2 separate regions of the Mus musculus genome follow, and region 2 is linked to region 1. A link is a contact called in public Hi-C data. All regions are on one chromosome and are shown on one strand. Each heading gives the region's core, a stretch centred on a gene start, on an enhancer-like site or on the middle of the called end of the contact. The rest is flanking DNA. Distances are from core to core; before and after follow the strand shown.

Evidence for each region. Hi-C and Micro-C count contacts between places; a contact is called where the count stands out from the background.
Region 2: a contact with region 1 is called in a Hi-C map of bone marrow-derived macrophages, with 42 read pairs. The contact joins two enhancer-like sites. A contact is called at or near these places in 2 of 39 promoter capture datasets (maxillary cranial neural crest and neutrophils), 1 of 15 datasets of contacts at CTCF or cohesin (CD8 T cells), 14 of 484 Hi-C or Micro-C datasets (the C2C12 cell line, the HPC-7 cell line, Th1 cells and 8 more), 4 of 115 datasets of contacts at active chromatin or transcription factors (CD8 T cells, bone marrow-derived dendritic cells, bone marrow-derived macrophages and 1 more) and 3 of 9 other capture datasets (adipose tissue, liver and pancreatic islet).

The regions. Positions count from the first base shown.
Region 1 is chr12:73,771,675-73,774,768 of GRCm38.p6, reverse strand. All of the region lies in intron 12 of Prkch (protein kinase C, eta), which reads right to left. It overlaps Gm34189 (a long non-coding RNA gene), which reads left to right. Exons shown (of 3, transcript XR_003950198.1): 3 at 859-1,509. Among named protein-coding and RNA genes, the nearest start is that of Gm34189, 8.9 kb to the left of the region's middle. Within about 2 kb of position 1,643, at least 18 of the 459 cell types and tissues checked have an H3K27ac peak or open chromatin away from gene starts, as enhancers often do. A contact at or near this core is called in bone marrow-derived macrophages, where this site is marked.
Region 2 is chr12:73,880,392-73,883,485 of GRCm38.p6, reverse strand. No RefSeq gene overlaps it. Among named protein-coding and RNA genes, the nearest start is that of Hif1a, 26 kb to the left of the region's middle. Within about 2 kb of position 1,550, at least 136 of the 459 cell types and tissues checked have an H3K27ac peak or open chromatin away from gene starts, as enhancers often do. A contact at or near this core is called in bone marrow-derived macrophages, where this site is marked.

The DNA.
Region 1 (3,094 bases), core at 394-2,893:
ACCTTTGCTGCTATCAAGATGCCCCTCTTGCAGCTTGGAATCTGTTTCTGGAGTGAGAACGTGTGACTTACAGAGGCCAGAGCTAAAACAAAATCCCAATACTCAAGTGCTGCTCATAAATATTCCAAATATTCCATCTTCATGTAGATTGGAAGACACTGCTTGTGCTCAGCTCCTAGGCATTTTGGGCTAACTTCCCATTTTATAAGCGGACTCCATGTTTTGATCATTTCCCAATGAAGGGCTCAGGATAATTCACTTTTTAGGGCCAGTATAATAATTTTAATTTCAAATGATTTTTCCATTAAAAAATAAAAGCTAAATGTGAATAAAGAGATGTGTTTGGGTTGGGCATGGTGGTATCACCTGTCTGTGATCCCTTTTGGAGGCTGAGGCAGGAGAATGGTGAATGCTAAGTCAGCCTGGGCTGTAATGTAAGGCCTTGTCTCAGAAAACAAAGCAATAAAACCAGGTAACAGCATCGTGGCTATGGTTTAGTGGGAGAGTGCTTACCTAGCACAGAGAGGAGCCCAATTCTATCCCAGAATCATGGGAAACCAACAAGGCAAAAGGTTACTGTGGTTATAAGTAAATCAAGTTACTTTAAGTTTCTTTGTGCTTCTTCCAAACTGAAACTCAGGGCCATGTGTGACAGAGATGAGTACCCTACCTCTGAGCCACACCTCCGGACTCAAAATCAAGTTATCCGTAAAGAGACTAATGACAACTTTTGACAGTCACCAAATATCCTTTCCATGTTTGACTTGTGAACATAAAACCAAAGTAATTCTGTGTTTATGGAAACTGTTTGGAGCTGAATTTACTGTGAACTTTTAATGATATTTTTTTTTTCCAAAGTCAATCTCGTTGCTGATGAAGACACAGAAGACAGTGACACCTGGGTCACGCCAGGAAGCCAGAGCTATGAAGGCCTCAGGGTTGGGTCATCCGAGAAGGGTCATGCTAAAGGAAAAGACAGCGACATGCCTCAGCAAACAGCAATCCCACAGTATCTACTTTACAAAACGTTTAAAAAATGTCAAAGGGGAACCAGTAAGAATGAAGACTCTGAAGAGATTTAATGGCTTCTCCTTTCTACAAGTGACAAACAAGTAGAGTCTCTAGCATGCTGGATTTGAGAGTAGGACTCAGAATAAAATAAGCATTCAAACAGACACAGGTCCAATCACAGCTGTTCATACTCCAGTTATTAATTGTAAGGTACAATCCCTGATGGATGGGGATCTGCAATTTTAAGAACATTAACAACTAATAATGAAATTGGAAAAACAAAAACAAAAACAAAAGAAAAGAAAACTTGAGGAAAAAAAAAAAGGACCATAGAAAGAGACCCAGATGGCTTGTGGGAAACTCCGAGATCTGCCAGGGATGGGAGCAGAGGATTTCTTGTGAATGTGTGATTGTAACTTGTTCCTGTAGGAAAGAGGGACAGCACCGGACTCCAGATGCCTGTGTGGCAGAAACATTGTTGTCTGACGCTGCTCATTGCCCCCCTGCCCCTGCCCCTGCCCCTGCCCCTGCCCCTGCCCCTGCCCCTGCCCCGAGCATCCACGGGGCAGAAGCATTGCCTTAGGTGGAACAGACAAATCACAGTGGCGACTTTTCTGAAGAGCACACTTCTAGAACTGGACCAGGATGAGTCACGATTGGTAGACACTTCCTCTTGGGGTTCTGGTCAAACTTTTTGAGTAATCTTGATTTAATGTTTTTAAAGATATATTTCATCTCTAATTATGTGCATGTGTGTTTATCTCTGCGTGGCTCAGTGTTCATGAGTTCAGGAGCCAGCGGAGGTCAGAGGCATCAGATACCCCGGAGCTACAGTTGCAGGTGGTTGTGGGCAGCCTACATAGGTGCTGTGAACATGGGTACACACTCTTAACTGCTGAGCCAGCTCTCCAGCGCCAGAACCTGGGTTTTTTAACACCTAGGTTTGAGCTTTTTAGATACAATCATCTTCCACATAACAAGATCTGGACAACCCAGTCTGATAAGAGTAACTCTCACCTATAATCCAAGAAGTTTCTTTTTTGCAATGATAGAGACTATTCTAAAGGTCCACAACTGGTCAAAATATAGAGATCGACTAACCATGCCCAGTATCCAACCCCAATGCATCCACAATACAAGCCCTGTACAGAAGGCTCAGGGACAATCATGGAAGAGGAGACAGAAAGAGTGTAAGAATCAGACAAGTAGGATGCCTTCTACAAGACAGTTTCTTCTAGACAGGCATTGTCTAAACAAGACATGCATAGTAACAATACCACCGGAAATGCCAAAGGGGATGGAAATTCACAAGGCCTCACCTCTAGATGAGAGATATAGGCAGACAATGGCTACACAGGGAGGAAAATGATTATTCTCCAGGGATGAGAATCCCTTATACAACCCTAACCCTAACCCTAACCCTAACCTAACCCTAACCCTAACCCTAACCCTAACCCTAACCCTAGCCCAATACACATGTACATGAGACAGAACTAAATGGACCAAATAGGTACTCTGTGTGTGTGTGTGTGTATAACAATATTAATTTTAAAAAGTCATAAATGTGAGTGGGAATGTGGGGGCTATGGGAGGATTTGGAGGTGGAAAGGAAGGGATTAAATGATGCAAACATGACACTTAAAAACTATTAAAAAATAATTCCAATTAAGTTAAAAGAGGACAAGCCTCTATTCCACTTACAAAGTCTATATAGGATCTAGTGAATGCAAGGCAGTGTACTAAACTTCGGAGTGTGCAGATAACAAAGGTATTACCATTGCATCAAGGGGTAAGTCTTTGATGCAAACTACAACACACAACAGGATGCGCTGGAAAGAAACATGTAAATCACTGTGAGAGCCTGGAGGATGATCGAGTAAACAGCACTGGGGCAGGCCAGTGAGTGCCATGGAGGAGCTGGCGTTTGATGAAATGAAGTAGGATCCATGTAGGAAGAAGACAATCATGCCTGTCCCATCGTTAGTACACACACTCGGATACATATGAGCACCTGGGGTACCAACAGAAGGACATATAGTCGGGACAGCTGCCACATGAAGATGGCAGGGCAAGTGTGTGGACA
Region 2 (3,094 bases), core at 301-2,800, 110 kb before region 1:
CCCTACTTTGAGTATCAGGGACACATATTGCTATATTTTAGAAATGCTCTTCTTACAATGTGAGCCTACATGATCTGTCAACAAACTAAAAACAGACATGAAAGGAAAGAGGAATTAAATTAAGGAATTGCTAGCTTCACTCTGTGGAGGCTATCCTTCCTGGTGAGTTGGAACAAATCCTTCTTAATTTCTGTAAAAAAATATATACTTAAAAGGGCATTTGTATTAGACATACTGTATATAACACATTTTTAAAAAAATATTTATTTTGATTTTATGTACATCGTTGTTTTGACTGTATGACACGTCTATGTGATGGTGTCAGATTGCCTGAACTGGGAGTTACAGACAGCTATGAACTGTTATGGTGGTGCTGGGAATTGAACCTATGTCCTCTGGGTCCTCTGGAAGAGCAGCCAGTGCTCTCAACTGCTGAACCATCTCTCCAGCCTCCTGTAATCTACTTTTTAAAAGTAAAAAAAAAAAAAGTGCCACAAATAGTCTTCATGACAAGAAGCAGATGTGTGTTGCATGGTTGTATTAAGGTATTCCATTTCATAAAGCCAACATAATTTATTTAGCTAATCTCCCACTGAAAGCCACTTGGACCCACTCCAGGTTTTCACTTCTGCATGCACACAATGAGCCACCAGCAAATGACTTTTAAAGCAAATATTCAAACACTTGTAATGAGATATTTTGGCACAAAATGTAGGAAAAGTGGACATGAAAGGAGTCCAAGGGAGAGGAATATTTCACAAACCGAGATCGTTCTTGATATAGAGGACAGAGTAACTAGGGAGGGGTGACAGAGGGATGGTGTAGAGAGGGGAAAGTACAAGGGTATGCAATGACATCCATGGACACAGAGATACACAGAGGGGCAACAGTCTGAGAGACAGGTCAATGACAGCATGGGGGGAGAAGAGAGATGGAAGGGGGGAAGGAGAGAGAGAGGGAGAGAGAGAGAGCAATACAATTAAACTGCCATCTAGGCTGCTTAAAGTCACACACACACACACACACACACACACACATGCTTATCAGCTTTGTGATAACTGTCAAAGTAGACAGTAGGATTTATACGATATACTTGATAGCATGTTATGAATAATTTTTCTGTGAGACATGTTTTAAATCCCAAGAGGGTTTTTTTTATTTTCTTTGTTTGTTTGTTGTTTATTTGTTGGTGAATGGGTTAAAATAGGAATATCTTTAAACTCTCAGACAAAGGAAACTAACCTGAAGAAATCCAATGCTCTGGCTGCTTTTGTGTGTCAACCTGGAGTCATCAGTGAGAGGGAGCCTCAGTGGAGAAAATGCCTCCATGACATCCAGCCATAAGGCATTTTCTCAATTAGTGATCAATGGAAAAGGGCCCAGCCTATTGTGGGTGCTGCCATCCCTGGACTGGTGGTCTTGGGTTCTATAAGAAAGCAGGCTGAGCAAACCATGAAGAGCAAGCCAGTAAGCAGCTCCCTCCATGGCCTCTGCATCAGGATCCTGCCCTGTTTGAGCCTGTCCTAACTTCCTTCAATAATGAACAGTAATATGGAAGTGTACGCCAAATGCACCTTTTCCTCCCCATGTCTTTGAGTGATAGTGTTTCATTGTAGCAGTAGAAACCTTAACTAAGATACCTCGTTCTCTATCACCTAGCACATACATCTGTGCATTCCAAGTGCTGAATACGGTCTCTTAAAACATTTAGAAAATCCTTTACTATAATTCTGGCCTTTGATGTCCTTAAGTGTGTATTCTATGGGCAGGGTTGGGGTTTAAGACACTGTATCATAGCTTCAGAGAAAATGAAAGGGAAGGCACTAGCTTCCCCTTTCTGCTGCTCTTCAGCCCACTTCCTCTTTCAGAAAAGTCACGGAAAGGTGTGAGTGTCTGCTTTCTCTGGACCATTAATCTTCTCTACATTTTGGAGTAGGGTGGAGTGTATTTTTGTGGAGACTTAGTGGGTGGCTTCATTTCTCGTGAAGAGTTCCTATCTACACTAGTGAGGAACAATGAAAACTATTTGTACAATGAACATCATATGCATATTATAATAAATTTGAGTTTCTGAAACACCAGCACATATACAGAGAATAATCTTGACTTATCTGATATGAATAAGATGATGATGATGGTGATGGTGATGGTGATGATGATGTGTGTGTGTGTGTGTGTGTTGTGTGTGATGTGTATGGCTGAGCATGACTGTGCAAGCCTGTAATCCCAGCACTCAGAGGCCAAGGCAGATAGATCTCTTTGAGTTCAAGGCCAGCCAGGTAGTGAAACCCAATTTAAAACCAAACCAAATCAAACCAACAACAAGAAAAGCCAAGTTACTGATGTGAAAATATTTGATTAATGCAAAGACTTAGGAAGTTCAAGGTTTGTGTTTTGCTTTGTGACAGAATTTTGCTATGTAGCCTAGGCTGGTCTAGAACTTGTGGCCTTCTTTGTTTCTATCTCTAGAATATGGGGATTATAGGTGCAGGCAACCATGCCCTCAAAATTCAGGCCTGAATTACTAGAACTTTTTTTATACTCCGGTATCTGTAGGGCCATTCCAAAGGCAGAAGTAGCTAAGACTTTTCCCCATACCTAGAAGACGAGGTAGAGGGTATGATTTGTGGCTTCCCCTTAGTTCTGTTCCAACATTCTCTTTCATATAGATAGAAACCTTGGGAAGTTGCCTTTCCCCTGTCAAACCTACAAAAGTGGCCAAGTTCCTCTTCTTTGAGCTAAAATAAACAAAAAAACTACTAAAAATAAAAAACTACTCAGGACTATTTCCTATTAATCACATCCAGTGTGGAGCCCTGTTCCATGTCACTTAGACCCAGAGCAAAGGAGGGAGAGGGTGGGGCCTGCTCTAAACTTTCCTAAGGGCACTTTAATTACATCACAAACTCAACAAGCCCAGCCCAGCAAGTTTGAGATGACTCAGCAAGGAGAGTCACTTAGAGCCATCCACCCCAACAGTATATAAGCATGCCCAACCATCACATGTCCTAGAAGTACATGGAATTCCTAAAGGAACACTGGAGTCAGTCCCTGAGCTGAGCTGACTGAGGGAATCCTACAATGCTGTGGGTCC